Regions from separate parts of the Pan troglodytes genome. Here region 2 is linked to region 1. A link is a contact called in public HiChIP or PLAC-seq data. All regions are on one chromosome and are shown on one strand. The core of a region is the stretch at or near the end of the contact, and the rest is flanking DNA. Distances in the headings are between cores, read along the strand shown.

What was found. HiChIP or PLAC-seq counts read pairs in DNA pulled down with a chosen protein or histone mark.
Region 2: an H3K4me3 HiChIP or PLAC-seq map of stem cell-derived excitatory neurons shows a contact between it and region 1, with 2.9 times the contacts expected there. The contact joins the promoter of ANKRD53 here to the promoter of MCEE in region 1. A contact is called at or near these places in 1 of 7 Hi-C or Micro-C datasets (stem cell-derived neural progenitor cells) and 1 of 1 datasets of contacts at active chromatin or transcription factors (stem cell-derived excitatory neurons).

Annotation. Positions count from the first base shown.
Region 1 is chr12:51,610,243-51,615,493 of NHGRI_mPanTro3-v2.0_pri, forward strand. MCEE (methylmalonyl-CoA epimerase) reads left to right here and starts at 2,489. Exons shown (of 3, transcript XM_515538.9): 1 at 2,489-2,596. The coding sequence starts at 2,557. It overlaps MPHOSPH10 (M-phase phosphoprotein 10), which reads right to left and starts at 2,492. Exons shown (of 11, transcript XM_515539.6): 1 at 2,022-2,492. The coding sequence starts at 2,110.
Region 2 is chr12:51,743,240-51,748,162 of NHGRI_mPanTro3-v2.0_pri, forward strand. It overlaps ANKRD53 (ankyrin repeat domain 53), which reads right to left and starts at 2,386. Exons shown (of 6, transcript XM_515534.8): 1 at 1,986-2,386; 2 at 1,458-1,704; 3 at 941-1,140. The coding sequence starts at 2,155.

The DNA of each region.
Region 1 (5,251 bases), core at 1,239-3,738:
TTCTGGCCCCCAACAACATATAAGCTGATGAGCTACACTGATATATAAAACCTGTCAACCAAGTATCTGTGAATCGGCTGTATAGATTTTAGGCAGGAAAACCATTACAAATCTATTTGCTTGGAGATATATAGTGAATTAACCTTAAATTATCAATTCTGCTAAATTATATACCACTCCATTCATTCATTCACTTATTCATTCAATGATCAACATTTGCTTTGGCTACAGTGGTCAAGGAAAACCTCTCTTAGATGTCACATCTGAGAGGAAACCTACAGATAAGGAGATAGTCTTATAAAGGTTGGGAAACACGTATTCCAGGCAGAAGAAATCCTCTAAGATGCAAATCCTCTAGAGGTGAGCTTGAGGAACAAAAAGGTGAGCATGGCTAGAGTGTGAAGGAGGCAGAGGGTGGAGCTGGAGAGACTGAAGGGAGCCAAATTATGCATGGTTCAGGAGTAAGAATTTGTCATTTAAAGTGTAAAGAGAAAACATTTTAAGCAGAGGGATGAAATGATGATTTACACGAAGGAAGGAGAAAGGGAGGAGGGAGGAGGAGGAAAGTACAGTGATTAGAAGGTTGATGCAGCATTCCAGCGAAAGGATAATGGTGATTTAGACTGGAGTTAGAGCAGTGAATATGCTGAGTATAGTTTGGAGGTAGAACTGACAGGATTGCTAAAGAATTAGATATAGAATAGAGAAAAATGAAGACATTAAAGTAGCAGCCTAGTTTTATGTTTGAGTACCTGAAAAGACAGAAGTGCCATGTACTGAGATAGGGAAGGCTTGGGTGGTGGTGTTAGGCCTCTGAGCCGAAGCTCAGCCATTGTAACCCCTGTGACCTGCACATATATGTCCAGAAGGCCTGCAGGAGCCAAGAAGTCTGGGGCAGCCGAAAAACCACAAAAGAAATAAAACAGCCAGTTCCTGCCTTAATTGATTAACCAACATTACAACATTCCTCCATTGTGACTTGTCCCTGCCCTACCTTAACTGATCAATCGACCTTGTGACATTCTTCTTCTGGACAATAAGTCTTATGATCTCCCCACCATGTACCTTGTGACCCCCTCCTCCTCTGCTAATAGATAACCACCTTTTACTGTAATTTTCCATTACCTACCCAACTCCTATAAAGCAACCCCTTCCCCATTACCATTCGCTGACTCTCTTTTCGGACTCAGCCCACTTGCACCCAAGTGAATAAATAGCCTTGTTTCTCACACAAAGCCTGTTTTAGTGGTCTCTTCACACGGACGCGCTTGACAGGTGGAGCATGGGAAAAGGACTTCAGGGGATGGCAGAGTATAGGTGGGTAGAAACAACAATTCTATTAAACAGACACAACAGCTCTATTTTGGACGCAGTGAATTTGAGATGCTTGACAGTACCAAAATTTTAAAAATCGTTAAAAGTTGTACAGTGCGGATATCCCAGTTGCGTGCTACGGAATTCAAACTAAGCTCAGTCTGTAGTTGCTGTGAGCTGGGAACTCAGGGAAAGGTTGGGGTTTGAAACATAAATGAGTAATAATTTCATAGATCACATTTTAAATTCTTCGACAAAATACATATAAAACGCTTGTGTTGGGAAGAGACATGGAAGTTCTATTTCTGAAGAAGCTTAGTCATGGGGGGTGGACAGACAAGTGACAAGTTCGTACTTTCAATAAAGTATGCTAAGCGTTAAGTGCTTTGGGAGCACATAGGAGGAAGGAGAAACCAACAGGCTGTGTGTAGAGGGATGGGGGCGTAAGAAGCCCAAGGGAAGCTTCTAGGTGTTAATAATTGAGGTTACAGTGATTTCAATAACACTCAACTGAGAGATCCATCTATACAAATTTTAACAGTTTTTAAAATTTTGATAGCCTAGGAAAGCATAAACTCTGAAATTTGGGGAAAAGCGATTTTACGTTTCCCCTTAGCTTCCCCCAGCTCCACAGTTTGCCGGAGGCCTGCAACCCGCGTCCACGTGAGACCCCGCTCGCACCCCGAGCCCGGGATCTGCGCACTTACGTGAGGAAGCACTCGGGCCGACCCGTGGCTTTGCCGACTTCCGTCAGACACCGCTCCAGGGTCCGTCGACGCCAGACCTGCGGCGCCATGGCTGTCAGCAACTCCCGACACAATGCAGCATGCAAGGGAAGGGAGCCGCCCGGAAACCGCGCGGCAAAGATGCGCCCAGCGCAACTTGGATTTCAGAGCCGAAAGTTCCGCGGCGCACAGGTTCCGGACTCGCCCTCAGCCAGAGCCAATGGCAGCGCGAGCGCTTTCGCAGGAGGGTGGGAAACAAAAATCTCCATGGTCAGCCCAAACGCCTTTCAACTCTCTCCAAACTTCGTTTTGTATTTTTCAGGGGCCCACAAAGGGTGACCCGTCCTGGCCTTACGTTTCTGTTTTAGCTAAAGTAGGCGCGTTGTAGCAGGAAAGCAGCGACCTTCGCCACGCCCCTGACCTTTCTGTCCCCGCCCCCTCTGCCTCCCGCCCCGCCCTCTGCCGCGCGTCTCTCACCCTCCGTGGCTAGTCTGGACGTGGCGGGTTGCTTTCCAAAATGGCGCGGGTGCTGAAGGCTGCAGCCGCGAATGCCGTAGGTGAATACCGGGCACCGGCGACCTTCGCCATGGGACAGGGCGCGTGGGAACGGCGGTCGGGGGCGGAGGAGGCCTCGGCGTGGCCAAAGCACCTTGATCTAATGTCCTCCCCCGGGGGCGCGTTCCACAGCAGCTGCTGTCACTTAGGCAGAGGGTGCCTTCCAGAAGCGCCACCGCTTAGTAGCGGGGATTGCCTTGTGCATGAGTCCCATTTCCATCCGAGAGCTGTGCGCCTTGGGCTCTGCACCTTCCAGTATGTGGGCGGGAGAGTCGAGGGAACTTGCCCGGCAGGTCAGGCAGGGCAGGGACAGAAGTAAATAGAAGCGGATCGGTAAGTTATTTTACCGCGCACCAATAAAGAGACTGGGGAGAAACCAGAAAGGAGAGCACGTTCTGTAAAAACAACAACTACTAGTCGGCCGAACTCCAAGCGTGACCAGCTTTCTGTTGGGAACACTCAAAGGTCAGTGGTGTAAAGAATACAAAAGGAGTGGTTTTTCCACGTGCACTAATATATTTATCGCGTACACAGATAAAAGCATGTGGATTTGGAAACTTTCTTGAGTTCTCTCCCCCTTCATTTTTTAAAAAAATATGTACATAGAATCAGTTATGACAGAAATAACTGTAATAATTGTCACGTTTTCTGACTCACTTTCTCCTCTTTTTATCCTTTTTTTTTTTTCTCTTCCTCCTTTTATGAGAGGGCAAGTATTTCCCTTAATCTGAGATTCCCTGTTAGGAAGAAGGTGCCAAGTGGTAATGCCCCAGAGTTACTCCGGGACATTCGTGATAAATCCTTCTAGCACCAGAGCCCACATTCTTAACCGTAAGGCATACCTTCCTCTTAGGTGATACACAAGATAGGAATGTAAAACTATAAATAAATGAATATTTGGGAAAAGGCATTTTTATGTCTATTTTTAGAACTGCACACTTTAATGATTGACAGTTTGGGAAAAAGTATGACTTCCAACAGGTCATACACATACTGCAAGAACTCAATACAGATAAAGGTGCATGTTTGTTTTGTACTTACATACACATCTTGGCATAAAGGAAAAATGAAGACAGTGTATTCCAAAGATTGCCTTTGATTTGTCCTATTAAGATACTTGAAGCTTAATGTCTCCACTTGTGTGTGTGTGTGGTTGAATATACATAAAGTAAAATTTACCTTTTTTTTTTTTTTTTTGAGACAGAGTCTCACTCTGTTGCCCAGGCTGGAGTGCAGTGGCGTTAGCTCACTGCAACCTCTGCCTCCCAGGTTCAAGCCATTCTTCCGCCTCAGCCTCCCGAGTAGCTGGGATTACAGGCACCCGGCACCACGCCCGGCTAATTTTTTGCGTTTTTAGTGGAGACGAGATTTCACCATGTTGGCCAGGCTGGTTTGGAACTCCTGGCCTCAGGTGATCCGCCCACCTCGTCTTCCCAAAGTGCTGGGATTACAGGCGTGAGCCCGTCTCTACTAAAAATACAAAAATTAGCCGGGCGTGGTAGCACACGCCTGTAATCCCGGGTACTCGGGAGGCTGAGGCAGGATAATCGCTTGAACCCGGGAGGCGGAGGTTGGCGTGAGCCAAGATCGCGCCACTGCACTCCAGCCTGGGCAACCAAAGCGAAACTCCGTCTCAAAAAAAAAAAAAAAAAAAAAAAAAAAAAAAATTGCTTTTTAAGACTGAATAATATTCCATTGTGTGTGTATACCACATTTTGTTTATCCATTCGTCTCTTGATAGCCATTTGGGTTATCCCCACCTTTTGGCTATTGTAATACAGCTGTGAACGTGGGTGTACAAATACTTCTGAATTCCCGCTTCTTTGGGGGTGTGTATACTCATAAGTGGAATTGCTGGATTACATGGTAATTCTATGTTATGGCCCCTTTTTTAAGGAACATAAAACTTCACCGAAAAACAAAAGCACAGAAAAATCAGAGTGAACACGTAGAAAAGTTCTGAAAATGGAAATTGAACCTGTTAGGTGGGAGACAAGAATGACCAACTTACATGACTGCATAGGTTTACTTTCGTTAATCGTCTGTAAATGGGCTAACAGAAATGTAATCTGTTTACTTACTGTAATGAATAAAAAAAATTTGATCATAGTTTGAAACAAGATGAAGATATATATATGGTGCTGTGAAATTAACTGGTCAAATGTTTAAGAGAAAACTTACCAGACTAACTTGAAAGCACTTCTAATGAATGACTTTCTAAATACGTATGTTTCCTCAAACCAGATATTCAGTGAAAATTCAGACTTATGTTCGGCCAGGCGCGGTGACTCACGCCTGTAATCCCAGCACTTTGGGAGGCTGAGGAAGGTGGATCACCTGAGGTCAGGAGTTCAAGACCAGCCTGGCCAACATGGCAAAACCCATCTCTACTAAAAATACAAAAATTAACCGGGCGTGGTGGCGCACTCCTGTAATCCCGGCTACTCCGGAGGCTGAGGCAGGAGAATTGCTTGAACCTGGGAAGCAGAGGTTGCACTGAGCCAAGATTGCGCCATTGCACTCCAGCCTGGGCTACAGAGCCAGACTCGTTTCAAAAAAACAAACAAACTTATTACGTGTTCTAAAATTAGATTATGTGAAGGTCGCACAACTTTGCAAATATGCAAAGAAATGAATTGTACACTTCAAATGGGTGA
Region 2 (4,923 bases), core at 1,136-3,635, 130 kb after region 1:
CGGTTAACTTTTTTGTATTTTTAGTAGAGACGGGGTTTCACCATGTTAGCCAGGATGTTCTTGATCTCCTGACCTCGTGATCCGCTCGCCCCAGCCTCCCAAAGTGCTGGGATTACAGGCGTGAGCCACTGCGGCCAGCCTAATTTTTTTTATTTTTTATTTTTTGAGACAGTCTCGCTCTATTGCCAGGCTGGAGTGCATTGGTGCAATCTCGGCTCACTGCAACCTCCACCTCCCGGGTTCAAGCGATTCTCCTGCCTCAGCCTCCCAAGTAGCTGGGACTATGCCACCATGCCACCCGGCCAGGTGTTCATATTTTTTAAGCTCCCTAGGTAATTCCAATGTACACCTAAGTTTGGGAGCCAGAGTACTGGGGCATAGAGGTTGAGTGACTTGCCTAAGGTCCTGCTGTCTGCTAGCAAGTTGCAGAGCTGGGATGTAGACTAGGTCTGTTAAAGGCCAATCTTTTTTTTTTTTTTTTTTTTGAGACGGAGTCTCTCTCTTGTTGCCCGGGCTGAAGTACAATGGCACCATCTCAGCTCACCGCAACCTCCACCTCCTGGGTTCAAGCAATTCTCCTGCCTCAGCCTCCCGAATAGCTGGGATTACAGGCATGCGCCACCACGCCCTGCTAATTTTGTATTTTTAGTAGAGATGGGGTTTCTCCATGTTGGTCATGCTGGTGTTGAACTCCTGACCTCAGGTGATCCGCCTGCCTCGGCCTTCCAAAGTGTTGGGATTATAGGCATGAGCCACCATGCCCGGCTAAAGCCCAGTCTCTTTATTACACCATGTGGATTCCTGACTGCTTTGTGTGGGACCCAATCCTTGTCACCTCCAGCAACCCCTCTGCTTGTCCTGCATGGATTTGCCTGCCTGGAAGTAGGGCTGTGCCCATGCCCATGCCCGAAGCCTCCCTCCTGAAGCAGGCTGGACTCACGCATTGAGGTCTGCGCCTTTCTCCAGCAGGTAGTAGATGCAGGGGAGGGCCACGGTGGTGTTGTCCCTGTGGATGACGAGGTGCAGGGGTGTCTGGCTATTGTTGGTCAGCAGGTCCACGGGAAACTTGTACTCCTCTACCAGGACCTGCAGGCATGCAAGCTTGCCCCATTGGGCGGCGAAGTGGATGGCAGTGAAGCCCTGTGAGGTTCAGAGCAGGCAGGAGGAGGCTGAGTGGGACTGAGGTCCCAGGGTCCACAATTTATATAAATTTATTGGGGTTACCTTCACTTTCTTCCCTGTGTCCCCAGGAATGCTCACACCCTTTTGCTAATTAACCAGTGTGTGTTCATCAGCCCACCCAACCTCCCTGCCCCCAAAATGGTCCTTCCACAGCCAGAAGATGAGTTAAATTAGGAAGATCTACCCAGAAAAGGATATCTCTTCTCCAGGTGACCACTCCGAGCAGCGTAGCGGGAGAGGGACCTCGGTCTTTGCCCCAACACTCAAGACCTTACCTTGTCGTCGGTGGGGATTTCCCTGAGGCTCTGGTTCAGACAGAATCGCAGCCATTCCACGTTGCCCACAGCCGCTGCGAACAGCTGGTAGTAGCTCCCGATCGCCGTCTGGTCGATTGCCGTCTGGTCGGACTCCTCGCTGGGGCTGGGTTCAGCGCGGGGCGGGGTGAACGAGGCAGGGCGGCGCGGCGTGGCGAGGGCAGTCGCCTGCGCACTGAGGTGGTCTGCGAGGTCGGGCAGGGGCTGGCTGGAGGGCGGGGCAGTGGGGAAGCGACTCTGGGCCACGGCCCGGGCACCTCTCGGGAGGCGATCCCTGGCCCCCGCCTGGCTGGTGGGCGGGGAAGTGGGGAAGCGACTCTGGGCCACGGCCTAGGCACCTCTCGGGAGGCGATCCCTAGCCCCAGCCTGTCTCTGCGGGCTTCTCGGGCCGCAGCCTCCGCCCCCACCCGCTCCAGGCCCTGCCCACCAGGGAGGCGCTGGGCCGGGTTCTCGCTCCCCGCAGCCGGGACACCTTCTCCCGCTATCCACCTGGGCTGCTTGGACTCCGCGTCAGTCCAGGTGGCCTTCAAGGAGACTTTGTTCGCCTGCTGCATGGAGCCACTTGGAGTTGGCTGCGGCCGAGCACCTCTCCCTTCTCCCCTTTCTGAGTGCCAGCTTCCCGAGCCCGCCCGCCGAGCGGTGCTGCCCGCGGAGGCCATCGCGGGGCTGGAACTCGGACCCGGGCCGGGTGGGCTACTCACACACCCGCCGGCGCCCCGCCCCCGGGGGCCGCTCCTTGCCAGCTGGCCGCGGTTTCCCGGCCCCTTCCAGGCCGCTAGGGTTCGGCTGCCTCTCTAGCTGGAGGGGCAGAGCCCGGGGCCTCCGGGGACCCTGCCCGCCTGCCGCTCCCCACCCGCCGCTCTGCTCCCGGCCTGAGCCAAAACCCCCACTCAACCTCCCAGTCCTGCTGCCCAGGAAACTCAGCATCAAACACACAAACAAAGACACTTGGCTTTTGTTTCCGATTATCAAACTAATAAGTAGAAAACAGAAATATTCAATGTGGAAATTAAAAATTACCATCCCACCACGCACAGAAATCATGGTTTATTGCAATATATATGCATATCATGACTATTTTTTGTATCTCTTTTCGTTTATTAATAGCATTATATTACGAGCTAGCGCCCATTGTCACTCCACATACTAAACGTACATTATGACGCAACCAGAGCCCAGCGTCATAATGGATGTGCCATTGTTTCACATGTGCTGCCAAGAACGAAATGGCTCAACTCTGGTTGTTTTCTTAGAATGGATTCCTGGGAGTCGAATCACTAGGTGAAAGGGAATGAATATTTTTCAGCTGTCAATATGGGCTTGCAGACTGCCTTCCAGGAAGGTTATTATTCACTTCCACTTCCACCTGCAGTGAAGCGGGTGCGCTGCACATCAGCAGTGTGGCTTTTGGCAAGTTATCTGACTTAGTTTCTGTGGGCGGCAAGCCACCCAGGTGCCAAGGCAAGAGACCGAGGGCACGAGCTGTTCCAATATAATAAAATATACAAAATAACAAGAGTTATACTAGATCTAGATCTAGATCATAGACGTGATTATATATGAATATCGTTAATCATTAGTTTGTAGCAATTACTCTTTATTCCAATATTGTAATAATCCTCGCTCTATAATCATAACCTAGGAAAAACCAGGCCATAGAGAGATAGGAACCAGAGGGACATAGTGAGAAGTGACCAGAAGACAAGAGTGCGAGCCTTCTGTTATGTCCGGACAGGGCCACCAGAGGGCTCCTTGATCTAGCGGTAATGCCAGCGTCTGGGAAGACGCCGGTTACCAAGTGGACAGTGGTCTGGCGGACCCGGTCTGGCGGACCGTGGTCTAGCGGTAGCATCAATGCAAAGGAAAAGCACCCGCTACTTAGCAGACTGGGAAAGGGAGTCTCCCTTTCCCAGGGGGAGTTTAGAGAAGACTTTACTCCACCACCTTTTGTGGAGGGCTTGACATCAGTCAGGCCCGCCCACAGTTATCTGGAGGCCTAAACATCTCCCTGTGATGCTGTACTTCAGCGGTCACACTCCTGTTTCACTTTCATGTTCCATCCTGTACATCTGGCTCTGCCTTCTAGATAGCAGTAGCAAAATTAGTGAAAGTACTAAAAGTCTCTGATACGCAGAAATAATGGCGTAAGCTGTCCTCTCTCTCTCTCTCCCTCCCCCCGTCCCCGCCCCCACCCCCACCCACCTCGGCTGCCAAGCAGGGAAGGGCCCCCTGTCCGGTGGACACGTGACTCACGTGACCTTATCAATCATTGGAGATGACTCACACTCCTTACCCTGCCCCTTTTGCCTTGTATCCAATAAATAACAGCACGGCCAGGCATTCGGGGCCACTACCGATCTCTGCCCTCTTGGTGGTAGTGGTCCCCCGGGCCCAGCTGTCTTTTCTTTTATCTCTTTGTCTTGTGTCTTTATTTCTACAATCTCTCATCTCCGCACACGGGGAGAAAAACCCACCCACCCTGTGGGGCTGGTCCCTACAAGTTTCTACAGCAGCAAAATGGGGATAATAGCACCTACTTTACAAGGAATGAAGGAATGCAAACAATGAGAACAGTGCTAGCAGAGAAGCACTACCTGTGAATCTGCTATTACTCAAAGAAGAACTATTCAAACCATTGCTAGCATCAGATATTAGGATTTTAAGTAAATGTTCACTAATTTGGTAGTGGAAATGATGTTCTAATGTGGCTCTTTGATTACCAACAAGGGTTAAACATTTAATTATCAGTGGTTTTGTCTTCTAGGAATTCTTTTACTCACATGGTTCTTTGAGGGCCTTAATGTGTTTCTTACTGATCTGTAAAACTTATTAGCATAGTGACCCTTTATGTATGTTATATTTGTTGTCAATATTTTCCTCAGTTTGCCTTTTGACTTTTTAGAATATAGAGTAGCTAAGCAATAACTGTTGCTTGAATCAGTGTTGTCTTACTGAGCCATCCACATTCTCACCCCTTCTCAACAGGAATGACCCCAAGTTTATCAGAAGGCTCCTGTGGCTCCAGGGTCAACTCTGGGCATATCTGACTACATCACTCCACCCCTACCATGGTCTCTCCTCTGTACCCCAGCGTTCCAGGTATTTCCCCTAAGAAAAGGACAGAAGGTCCCCTAAGACGACAGTGACCTGTAGAGAGGGACAAGAATACAGATTATCCACCCAGAATCACCTTTCTCCCTTTCCAGGATACTGTCTTCTGAGAGCGCACTTGTCTGCCAACCCCAGTAGCCAGGACTCAGCATACCTGGCAAACACCTTCAAAACTAGCAAATCATGCTGGCTATCTGCCCCAGGTAGGGCCTTAGCAACTGGCTTCAAGTTGAGATAAAGTGACAGTGCTTTTCAGGGATACAGTTTGAAGATTTCCTGGGCTATTGTTGCTTCTGGGGTGTTAGGATTCTAATAA